Regions from separate parts of the Canis lupus genome. Here region 2 is linked to region 1. The links are chromatin contacts, called in public Hi-C maps. All regions are on one chromosome and are shown on one strand. Each heading gives the region's core, a stretch centred on a gene start, on an enhancer-like site or on the middle of the called end of the contact. The rest is flanking DNA. Distances are from core to core; before and after follow the strand shown.

The links. A called contact is a pair of places that touch in the nucleus more often than the background predicts.
Region 2: a Hi-C map of skin fibroblasts shows a contact between it and region 1, with 2.3 times the contacts expected there. The contact joins the promoter of CCDC15 here to the enhancer-like site in region 1. A contact is called at or near these places in 6 of 9 Hi-C or Micro-C datasets (amygdala, blood, liver and 1 more).

What each region holds. Positions count from the first base shown.
Region 1 is chr5:9,398,675-9,404,841 of UU_Cfam_GSD_1.0, forward strand. SLC37A2 (glucose-6-phosphate exchanger SLC37A2) reads right to left here. Exons shown (of 19, transcript XM_038535764.1): 19 at 4,798-5,371. Among named protein-coding and RNA genes, the nearest start is that of PKNOX2, 19 kb to the left of the region's middle. Within about 2 kb of position 3,642, at least 6 of the 20 cell types and tissues checked have an H3K27ac peak or open chromatin away from gene starts, as enhancers often do.
Region 2 is chr5:9,520,823-9,526,989 of UU_Cfam_GSD_1.0, forward strand. CCDC15 (coiled-coil domain-containing protein 15) reads right to left here and starts at 3,984. Exons shown (of 16, transcript XM_038535774.1): 1 at 3,730-3,984; 2 at 3,314-3,502. The coding sequence starts at 3,493.

The DNA of each region.
Region 1 (6,167 bases), core at 2,392-4,891:
CCCCCACGACGGAGACATTGGTCCAGTCCGCTAGGTGGCGCTGCGTGTTATAGTTTACAAAGTCCCTCAAGCCTGCCAGACACACTTAACCAGGTAATATTTTGACAAGTTCCTTAAATTTCTCATTTATACAAATGGAAGTAAAGCTAACATTCTTTGCTGCTATGTGGTATCTGCTATTTAATCTAAAAATTCATCAAAGTTATTGTGCCAACATTCAGGTCCTGGGAAATGCATAGTCCATGCTTTGTACCACGTGTGCTGCCATTCATTTAATTCTAACATCAGGGAATCCACTTCTTGACTTCTTGTTCTGTTCTCTAAGACATAAACTCTTCTGTCAACTCTATCTCACTGTTGCTTCAGCTGAAGCATTTTTATTTTACTTTGATTTTTTTTTCAAAGCGTACAGAAACCTGCTGCAATTATTTTACGGAAGAGAAACAGGCAAAGAGAGGAAGGGATGTTAAAACTTCCCTGGTTACTAGTGGGGCTCAAACCTGACATCAGGATTCCTGACATTTCACTCCTCAAATAATAATAAAGATCATTTTTTGCTCACAAACAACTCGTTGTTTCTACATTAGTTAATAGTATTTTATAGCTATTGATCTCATCGTTTCCCTAACCCATGTCTTTAAAAACATAAAACTTCCATTGTAGAATTTCTGATTAGCATCTGTAGTATGAATAAAAATATTTCATCATAACTTCTTGGCTTAAACTTTTAAGTATTTGGCTATTGTTACATAGGAACTAGTTTCCAGATGTGGGAGTCATCCTCACAGAAGTGCAGGAACTCAGGCTGGGAAGGGATTTTTTTTTAGTTCATAGGATTCAATCTTTAATCTCTATTTCCATCCCAATACTTGGAAATATTCTATTCCTCACAGGCTGAAATTGCAATTTTTATTATATTTATCAAACGTGCTAAGCATTTCTGTAAATGCTTTGTAAATATTAAATGATCCTCATAAGCAACCCTTATGAAGTCAGTGCTCTTAATATCCCCATGTCCTGGATGGGGACCAGGTACAGAGTGGTGGGGTCACTCAGCTCAGGGTTAAATAGGAGCCAGGGTTTGAAGTCAAGGTGGTTTGGCTCCAGTCTAATCTTTTACATACTTTATATTATACTATGTTGCTCCATAAAATAAAAAGAAAGAAAAATGAGGGACCAAGGTCAAGCAACGCAAATCTAGTTGACAGAAATACCAAAAAGGCTCAGCTGAGTCTAACAGAAAACCCAGAAAGAGGATTGGGCAGGAGTCCGAGAGAGAAAGCAGTTAAAAGCCACACAGGACCTGAGAACGGCACTCATCCACCTTGTGTTTTTGGTGGGCCTTTGCCTGTTGGACTTTGGCTCCTCACGGGCTAAGAGACAGTGGAGCAGCCCATAGGTTGAGTTTTCCAGGACATACATAGACGTCCCTCCCTCTCTTAAATGCTGTCCACCTGGAATGTTGGATACTTGGGTTGGTTTTCAGAGGTGCCAGTGGAAGAATCGAAGCTACAAACCAAGCAGGTTTTTGTTTCTTGATCTCGGTTTCTAGCAGACCATTGTTGGTGGTTGCCGTTTACTCAAGGGAAAAAAAGTTTCCAGCTCCCAACACACACCCTCTTGTCTCAGTTTCCTGGGACCTAAGAAATGACAGCAGGGATAAAAATCAGGACCCAACACCACAAACAGAATGAGAAAGTTTCTTTTTCTGGTTTTCCTCCCATTGTGTTGGGTACAGTACAGGATGCGCATGTGGCACGGTCCAGCCTTCAGAGAACTCGGGTGGTTACACAGCTGGTATTTACGCTGGTCCCAGATGCTCCATAGACAGCCCCGCCACCTTTTTTCTTTTCATCTTTGGGGGTATCCTTTTTTTTTTTTTTAAAGATTTTATATATTTATTCATACAGTCACAGAAAGAGAGAGAGAGAGAGAGGCAGAGACACAGGCAGAGGGAGAAGCAGGCTCCATGCAGGGAGCCCGACGTGGGACTCGATCCAGGGTCTCCAGGATCACGCCCTGGGCTGCAGGCGGCGCTCAAACGCTGCAACACTGGGGCTGCCCTCTTTGGGGGTTTCTTTGGCTTGTCTGTCTCCAAATGGATATCGCCCCAGCTTTACACTGGGGAACAGGTAATAACATCCTATTGCTGTAGTACAAAGTACCGCAACTTAGTGGCTTAGAACAGTACAGGTTTCCTATCTTACAGTTTTGGAGGTCAGAAGTCTGAAGTAGGTTTCACGAGGCTCATATAAAGCTTTGGGAGGATCTGGAGGGGAATCCCATTTCCTTTCCCTTTCTAGTTTCTAGAAGCTGCACATTCCTCGGCCAGTGTCCCCTTCTGTCCTCAGAGCCCCATCTTCTAACCTGACAACGAACACTCTTGCCTCCCCCTGTGGCTTATAAGGAGCCTCGTGATCACAGTGGGCCCACCCTGAGAACCCAGGATGGCCTCCTCATCTCACGGTCCTAGTCCCATCTGCAGTTAACATATTCATGGGTCCTGAGAATTAGGATGTGGACATCTTGCAGGGGGTGTGGGCGGGTGCTGTTCTGCCTACTGGAGACTATATGGCCCACCCCCCATGCCTAAGGTTTGATTCCTCCCACCCTCCACCTTCCGTTCTCTGCCCACCTTGCTGCTTTATATCCAGGGCCTGCCCCTTTATCTCCAGGAGCACCCTCTGGTCCCCAGGGCCCCCACCCCACCCCCATGATGTGTTGAGTCTCCTTCCCCCAACCTCAGTCCTGCCAAAAGCCTCAGAGTGCCAAGGGTTCCCTTTCTTCTCATTACTTCTTGCCTCCCTGCCCCCCCACGGCAACCGCACACCACCCCAGCCTCCCAATGGCTCTCTAAAGGAGAAATGCAAAGAGTTATTGCTTTTTAATTACAAGTGCTATTGTAACATCTATAAGGAAGAACACTTTAAGCTTAATTGAGACCAAATGTGAAGTTAAATTAAATGAATAACTAATTAACGTAATGCTCCTGCATTAGCCCCAAGTGAGCGCTGAGGCCCGGAGAGAAGGCAGGTAGCAGGCTTCCGGGGAACAGTCAGTGCCCAGAGCTGAGGTGGGCAGGGAACCCGGGACCTGAGAGACCAGTGCGGAGGGGCAGACGGTAGGGCTGGGGCTCTTCCACCTTCTCTCTTTCCCCCAAACTCCCACCTGCGGCCCGAGGCCTTGATTCTGGGACCTGGGGCTGACCCCCCATGCCAGGCTTACCCCCGGCCCCCTAGCCAGGCCGGGCACATCCTGCTGCTTTTCGGGTCCCCATGCTGCACTGTAGGGGCTTGCTCAGCCTTCCTTTTAACGTCCTCCCTCTTCCAGGCACCCCCCTCCCCCATCACACTGCCTGCCCGGTCCATTCATTCTCCCTTCTGACGCCTTTCTCGTTCATTCATTCCCAGCAAACTAACTGCCCTGGGGGATCCAGCAAACCAACTGCCCTGGGATCACCCTCCGGCCTGCCCCCCTCCTTCAGGCTGGAGGAGGGATGGTGATGCCTCTCAGCGCCCCCCCCCCCCATCTCCAGTGTTTCTCGCCTATTGTTCAGAATTTCCGTCTTATCCCTCCCCCAGGCAGGCTCCGCAGGGGCGGGGAGGGAGCCTTAATACTGTCTGCAGGTGTCCCTGCAGCCCATCTCGTCCTCGGAGGTGGGTCCCCTTAGGACTGTCCTCCTGGCCAGGACACAGGCTTCAGGCTGGCCAGTGGGGGAGGCTAGGGAGGAGGAGGAGGAGGTCTCCTGCCAGCCTACCCTGACCCGAAGCAGCCGAGAGAGGAGAGAGAGAGAGAGAGAGAGAGAGAGAGAGAGAGAGAGAGAGCTGAAAGTTGGAGAACACAGCACCCGGCCCTGTCTCTGCTGGCAGGACTGCGTGGCCCACGCTGGGCTCTGCGGGGGACGATGGCACCATCTAGTGGCTTCCCTCAGTGAGCCGCGCAGATGCCTCTGCCCTGAAAGAAGGTTCCAAGAACGCTGGGCTGGATGTAAGGCTGGGCACTGTAGCCCCGGCCCGGGGTGGGCGGGGTGGGGGGCACCCGAGGACCTAGGGGTCCCTGACGTCAGAGTGGGTGTCAGGCAGCCGGAGGCTTACAGCGGTCACCGTGGCCGTGTGCACCCCCGTGAGTGCGGCCCCGGCCCTGGTGTCCCAGTTCATGCCCAGGCCGCGAGGGCTCAGCTCCCGCTTGGGCCACCACCCCCGATCATCAGATCATCAGTGTTGTCCCGAGCACCTCCGCAGGGAGTGCCGGCTGTGACAGCCGCAGCGGGGGGCCGAGCGGTCCCGGGACACCCAGCACCGGGCACGGCTGGCCAGCGGACTCCGGACTGTGCTGGCGGCGGCGGCGGAGAGGAGGGCCAGGGCCAGCCCGGCCTGCAGCGCTCCAGGATTCGGGGAGGCAGAAGTGCTCAGGAGCACGGGGGACAAGAGGCAGCTCCGGGCCGCCTCCCTGCTCGGGCCATCACCCTGGTGTGGGTGCTCAGGGCCTCGTCCCACCGCGCCCTCTGCCCCTCCACTCCTGGAGCGGGGCTAGCGGGCGGCGAGCACTCGTCGTCATCACTGGCAGGCCCCTGCCACCATCCCTGCCCCACACGCTGGGGATTTAGTCATGCCCCCCACCCCGCCCCCGGCACTGCCCTGACACGTGTCCCCCACCTCACCCTGGGGACACCAAGGGCTGGGACTGAGCCTGGGGCAACGGAGGCCCTCGCTGTCCAGGGTGGCCCAGCCCCAAGCCCAAGAGCGATGCCTCCCTGCCTTGTCCCCCTTGCCTCTCCCGAGTCCTGGCCCTGGAGGATACAGCAACAACACTTTAATCGACTCGGGTCAGGAGTCAAGAACAGGACCCAGTGCAGGGGAGAAGGGGTTCCAACGTGGGGAAATACATGAGAAAACCGGCACGTGGACAAAGGAAGGGAGCGAGGCTGGGCAGCTCTGAAATAGGGTCAGAAATCCGCCCCTACACACAGGCCGATTGCTGAGGTTCAGATTTAACACGGGAAGGAGAGACACGCCCTTGCCAGGCCTCGGCCAGGTCAGGCCTCTGCCTTCCCTCTTGGAATCTGAACAAGCAAGATCTGAGCCTACCCTCCCCTTACCAAGCTGGAGACACCACTCAAGCTCTGCTCCCCATCCCTTCTGCCCACAGCTTCCAGAGTCCTGGGCCACGAGCCCTGCAGTCCTCGTGTTGGCAGTCCCCCCCACCCCGGGCTGGCTGGTGTCAGGTCAAGAGGCTGCCACAGTCCTTGGGGGTGGTTTCCGTGGTCTTGCCCCCGCTCCCCTGTGAGGCGGTGGGGTCGGGGAAGCACTTGGGGAATTGACTGAGGTCCTCCAGGCTTCTCCTTCAATCAGGACTTCATATTTCTTTATACCTGCAGGAAGGGGGAAAGGTGGGGGAAGAGAAAGTGAGACACAGACTAAGCTCCTGCCCCCATGGTGGGGCCAGGGAAGGCAGGTTTATAGGGCCCCTTAGTAATTGCCTCTCACCCCTGTTCTCTATCACTGAGGGCTCCCTTTCATCCCCTCAGCTGCAAACAGCAAGCCAAGATGACCATGAGAACCTTGCAAAGCTGGTGTCGCCTCTGACAGTTTTACAAAGCAGAATCACAGATCCCATCTCGTCTCAGCCTCAGATCACCTTGTCAGGGACTTAGGGGTGAGTGCCCCCCTGCCATACACAGAAGGCTATGGAGGCTCAGAGGGCGTGCCCACGGTCTGATACATGAAAGTGAGCAGGGACGTCAGGATTGCCCAGGGACTCCTGGTTCCCTCTGCCCTAGCATGAGCTCCTCTGCTCCCCACACACCGGCCTCCCTCGGAGGCCCAGCTCAGGGTGGCAGCAGTGCAGAGAAAAGCCAGCCCCCACACACCTGGGTTCAAATTCAGGCTCTGCTGAAGGCCTCAGGCACATTGCATGAGTTCTGAGCCTCCATTCTCTCATCGCTAGAGGACAGAACCGACCTCTGGAGGTTGCTGAGAGGTAAGCAGCCGGGTCTGAAGTCAGACTCCATTCCAGGGGGAGCAGATGCCCACTAAATGTTCATCCCTCCTTCCTGCTGCTCTCTGGGCCCTCCCAGTCTCCCCTCAAGCCTGGCCCAGGAGGGCAGGTGGAGGAGGTCCCCGTTGTCCCCACCAGGGCAGGCAGGATGGAGCTGGGCTACTGCCTCC
Region 2 (6,167 bases), core at 2,734-5,233, 120 kb after region 1:
AAAACCCAAGAACATTGTCCCATGTTTGGAATGTTAGGAGATTCCCAGAGTCAAATAAATTTGAGGAATACTGAGTTAAGCAAAAATACATACTGTTTCAATTGTACAACTAACTCCTCATAGACCTTTTGAATCCTAAGGACTATCCAAGGGGACAATAAAGGATGAAGTGTTTCTCACAACAACCAAAGGACATTTTTGCCTAATTCACATATGATGGAACTGATACTTAGATTTTGCAGTAGTCTCCAAAGATGATCTCCCCTTCTCCCCACAGTGAACCAAACCTCCCGGTATTTATGCTCTTGTGAAGTAATCTCCCATACTGACTGTAGTCGGGCTCTGAATAGCCAACAGAATGAGGAAGAATTGGCTCCATGACTTCTCCAGCAAGGTCATAAAGCAACTTCCACTTCCACCGCCTTAGAGCGCTCACCCTTGGGGAAACCAGCCACCATGTAAGAATTCTACCCTTAGACACCATGCTGAGAGGAAGGAAGCCCAAGCTAGCCAAGTAGAGAGATCGTGTGGAAAAAGAAAGCATCCAGCAAGCCCCTAGCCATTCTAGTCATCCTAGCCCAAGTGCCAGGTATGTGAATAAGAAAGCCATCTTGGACATTACAGCCCAGTAGATGCCAAATGAAGAAGAACCAAGAAAACCAACAAACAGCCAGAACCCAGTAAGCTTGTCCCAGACATCTCCAACTATTTTAGCTGTCCCAAGTGAGGCTTCAGATGCAATGTTGCAGACAACTGCTTGAAATCCTGACACACAGTATCTTTTGCTTTATGCCACTAGGATCCAGGTTTGTTACACAAACAGATAAAATATAAAATAATGCAATAGCCATAAAATGCTGATAGAACTGCAGTGTCTTTTGATGCTAATTTACTTAATGGAAGGGGAGGTCTGAAACTATAGTACTTTTAGGAATCTTGATGGCTCTGAAACGGGACAAAATGATTAGGAGTTTCCCTTTAGAATAACCATATTAGGTCTACCATGCTCTAGAAGTAACTATTCAGCATTTATTCTGAGCTGACAAGAGCTGCATCTGTTAATAAGGGTTGCTTCCCAAGACAGTATGTGCTAAATCAGTAGAGTTCTATGAGATGCTTGATCAAACTGCCTTTGACTGGTACTGATCAGAATTTTTTAAATGAGGGAAAAGAGACATGTTTATATTTTTTTCCAAGACTAATATTTTGAGTTAATATTTGGGAACATGAGATTCAATTGTCTAACATAGAAAAAGAAAATTTTGGTGGTTTTTAGGCATTTTGCTACTACATGATCAAGGTGTCATAATTTGAGCAATGAAAAAGAAGTGTCACTAACTTAAACATCAAAATATCTTTGTACCAAATCTTATCAATTCTTCTGGCTTATTTCTTACCTTTACTCCTCTTCATTCCTACTTCAACCTCCCTTTTTTAGGGCTTTCCCTCTTTATTCTTTACCATTAAATAAGTCTCGATGCCATACATACTTCATGGCTAAATTGTTATAATTACATCCTAATTTGTCTCCCATGAGCCAATCTATCCCTTACCTCAAAACAAAACAAAACAAAACAAACAAAACAAAAAACAAAAAACAAAACAAAAAAAAAAGGAATTGAAGCAACTAACCTAATCAGAACACTGTTTTATCATTAAATTCATCTGCAAATATTAAACAATGAGATCAATCCCTTATCCAAAATTTCCTGTGGTTCCTATTGCTCCTATTTTTTTTACAATCCTATCAACCACCATATCCTTATGAAGCTTCCCACTCCAATTCATCTAATCTACCCTTAGAATCCAGAAAACATTTTGCTCACTTCCCACTCTCCCCATTCTCCTTAATTGGGAGAATCATCCTCCTTCTCTGACCATCTAAATTCTTCATTAACTTGCCTGTATCACATCAACCCAAAGTCCTATCTTTCTTCTTTAAGTATCATAGTCATAGCACTTAATCATATACTACTTAGACAATACCCTTTTTTGGAAATAGGCAGAAGAGGAATAAATGAATGTGTGTGTGTATACAAAAAAATAAAATGGACATATGACATTGCTTTGCTACTTAAGATTTACTTTAAACAGGTCTCATTTCTTCTCTGAGATCAAGGACCACTCATATTTTTCATCTTATGTTCAATATTTTGTCTACACATCCTGAAGACAATCACACAATTTGCGCATTCCACTTATTAGACACTAAAATGAAGTTGGGGGCAGGTTAATAAATAAGATTTTTTCCTTGTGCTCTGGAAGCTCACACTCCATCAGGAAAGGCAGATATGTAAACAACTTACTATGAATATAACATGGTAAATGCCACAACAAAATTCCAACAAAGAGCTAAGGGGCACAGTATAGTGAAAGACTATCAACAATCTTCTTTACAAAATTGTCCTCCTGTGTTAATGGTGACATATGGGAGTTACTAGGTAAACAGGCACACAGGTAAACTTTGCAGAAGTTTCCCTTCATCTGAAATGCTCTTCCCTACCGTCTGTACTTATAACATTTCCATTTTTAAGGACTATCATAGACTGTATTTCTACATCTATTCTACATCTATTCACTCATTCATTCATTCAACGAGTGTTTCCTTAAAGACTTACTATATGACAGGATAGGAATGAACAAAAAATAAAGGTCCCTTTTCTTTTGGACCTTATAGTTAAACGTTCTCTGGGCGCCTCCGCGGCTCAGTGGTTGAGGGTCTGCCTTTGGCTCAGGTCGTGATCCTGGGGTCCTGGGATCGAGTCCCACATCGGGGACCTTGCAGGGAGCCTGCTTCTCCCTCTGCCTGTGTCTCTGCCTCTCTCTCTGTGTCTCTCATGAATAAACAAATAATATCTTTAAAAAAACAAAAAACAAAACTCTCTCAGAATAACCCCAGTCAGAATTAATATTCCTTCCCTTACTCTCTTACTGCGTCTGAGTCTTATTGATTCTACACACTTACTGTAACTTTAAGAATCAACTAATGTAAAAAAAAAAGGAACCCATTAATGTTACTTACACACACTAAGTGTGGCAACTGTGGCAACTGTGATCCCTACTACCTTGGAGGGCGTCTGCAAGATACAGCCAGTGCCTCCGTCTTGTGCCTAGCAAGCAGTCTAGACCTTGTGAATTAGACAGTTTTGGCAGACACCTGTGCGTTCTGCAATCCTAATTCAGGAACATACTCATTTTACAACAGAAGGGAAAGGACTGTTCATGTTTATCTAAGCACCGATTAGAGAGGGCTAATATGGGGGGGGGGGTCGGGGGGGAGGCCCCACTACACCTGCATCGAACTGACACTCACATACGCGGGGACTTCCGAACTATCTGGCGAGGCCGCTTCCACCCAGGCCCCAACCGGCATTACAGCCTGGTTCCTCTCGGCCAGCACCGCCAGCACGTCCTTGCTCTTCAGGGGGTTTAGGGCCAGGGGCATCCTCGTGGCGTGGCGAGGCTTCTGGAGGGGGGCCATACTTCCCGGCATCTGCGACTCCTGGGCAAGCAGAAAGTTAACGCTTAAAACCCTCCGAGGACGGCGTGGAAAGCTCCACCCCGCCCCCCGCCCCCCGCCCCCCGCCGCAAGCCTGCTGCGGAGGCGCCAGGAAAGCAGAGAAGCCTTCGAGAGGCGGCGGTGGAAGAACAATCCCGGAGAAGGAAGGAAGGAAGGAAGGACGGGAAAGAGGAGTAGGAAGAAATTAAGAGGGAGAGTGTAAAGCCTGCCTCCGGGAAGGAATGGCGATCGGAGGGGAGAGAACCTAGAGCGGCCCACGGGTGGCCCCGCCCGGAGAGGGAGGACGGGCCGCAGCAGCCCGAGGGAACGGGGCCGGCAACCGGAGTCTGAGGCAGGGCCCAAATAACCGGTGTCCCGCTACGGGGGGAAGCGCGCCACCGACTCCAACTATTCCGGACACTACGGTAACCGCCTCCAGCAAACCGCCACTTTCGGGAGGGCCGCCCGGTCCCGCCCCGCCCCGCCCCGCCCTGCCCCTGCCCTTCCGGGCGGCCTTGTAGCCTCCCCTTCCGGTCTTGAGTCCCCGCCCCGGGGCTGGGAAAGCGTGCGGGGCGGGACTCCGGGCTCCGCATGGACGTCACTTCCGCTTGGTGGCCGGCTGAAGGGGCGGGGCCTGTGAAGGCGCGGGAGACTGGGCGGGAACGAGTGGGCTCGCGGGGCTGCTGGGTAACGGGGCCCGGGGCGTGGCCGGCTGCAGGTGCTTTTGTGGTCCTGGCGCAGGGACCAGCCCGAAAATCCCTCCGGAGAGGGTTGGGGGGAGCTGAGGAGCGCAGACCGGGAGGGGCGGGGGTCCCGGTGGAGGGAAGCAGGAGAAAAGGATGGGAAAGGGTGGCCCTGGCCGGGCGTCCTGGAGGAACGAGCTAACCGTGGATGCTGCGGCTCCTGGGGACACCTCGTTCCCTTTATGAGACTGTTTACTAGTTTCTTGAATTCGAATATCGCAGCATCGTGAGAGGTCACCCTCTCTGCTCCAAGCTCTACTGGGATTCTGGGGACACCTCCTTATCCCTGTGAAATACCCATGCATTCATTCATTTCACATATAATTGGGAGCTTTTTAACATACCGGTACTGTTCTGGGCGCTGGAAATCGACACCAGTGAACAAAACAAACAGCCCTTGTTAGTGGAATTTGCAGTCTAACGAGAAGAAGTAAGCAAATAAACACATGAATAAGTAAATGTGTCTTGGTGCTGATGAATATCGTTGATATAAGCAAAGAAGGAAGATAGCGTTGTGGGCGTCTTTCTGTGTTTATTGAGCACCCAAGAAAAGCGTGATCTACGATAGCAAGAAAAGAAGTGTGGGGAGAGGCAATGAATGTGTAGATAGGATGACTAGAGAAGATTTCATTGAAGTACTTAAAAAAAAAAAAAAGATTTTATTTGTTTGAGGGAGAGTGCCCAAGCTGGGGGGAGGAGCAGAGGGAGAAGCAGACACCCCGCTGAGCAGGGAGCCCCCGGCTCAGTCCCAGGACCCTGAGATCATGACCTGAGCCAAAGGCAGTGGCTTAACCAACTGAGCCACCCAGGCGCCCCCACTGAGGTCCCTTTGAGCAAAGGCTTCGAGGCAAACTCCCATGATACAATGGAACAAGCTACTGTCACCTTCAAAGGAGAGTTAAGGGTTCCAGGTAGCGAGGACAGCAAGCACAATTGCTCCAAAGTAGCTGAGAAACAGCAGGGAGGCTGGTGTGACTGGTGGAGTGAGAGAAGGAGAGAGTATTGGGGTAGGCAGTCGAAAGTTAGGGGGTGGGCAATCACATAAAGCATTGCAAGCCATGGAAAGGCATTGAGATGGGGAACCACTGGAGGGTTTTGAGCAAAGGAATGCCATAATGTGACTTAAATTGTTAAAAAAAAAAATCACTGTGGATGCTGTATTGAGAATAGACTGCATGAGGCAGGAGTATAAATAAGTAGTAGGCCAAGTAAGAGACTATTTATTACAATAATTCCAATAGGAGATTATGATGTCTTGGATCAGAGAAGTAGTGGTAAAGATGGTGAGAAGTCGTTGGATTCTGGATATATTTGGAAAGCAGGACTTTCAGGACCTGTTGAAAGTTGGATATGGAGTGTGTGTGTGTGTATATGTGTGTGTGGAGAGAGAGAGAGAGAGAGAGAGAGAGAGGAGTCCAGAAAAATTCTAGCGATTTTGTTCTGAGCAATTGAGAGGATGGAGTCGCTATTGCCATTTCCTGAGATGGGGAAAATGGTGGATAGAATAAGTTTGGGAGGAAGATCAGGAATTCAGTTTGAGACAGATTTTGTTTTTCGAATTGACATCCAAGAACATAATATGATAAAAGTATCTGCAGAGAGTTCTGGTCTAGAAATAAGAGTTTGGGAGTTGTTAGGTTATAGGCTTAAAGCCAGGAGATGAAATTAAATCAAGCCACTGAATTATAGACAGATAAGAAAAGAGGACCAAGGACTGAGCTGTGGGGAATTCCAACAGTAAAGAGGCTGAGAAGGAGGAAGGATCAGCTAGTAAGCTAAGGGAAAAAACGAGGAATGTGTGATAGCTTGAGAGCCAAATCAAGGAAATGTTTCATCGAAGAGAAGAGACCATTCATGTTAAATCCTGCTGATAGCTCAAATTGGATAAGGACTAAGAATTGGCTTATTGGGTTAACAAAGTGGTC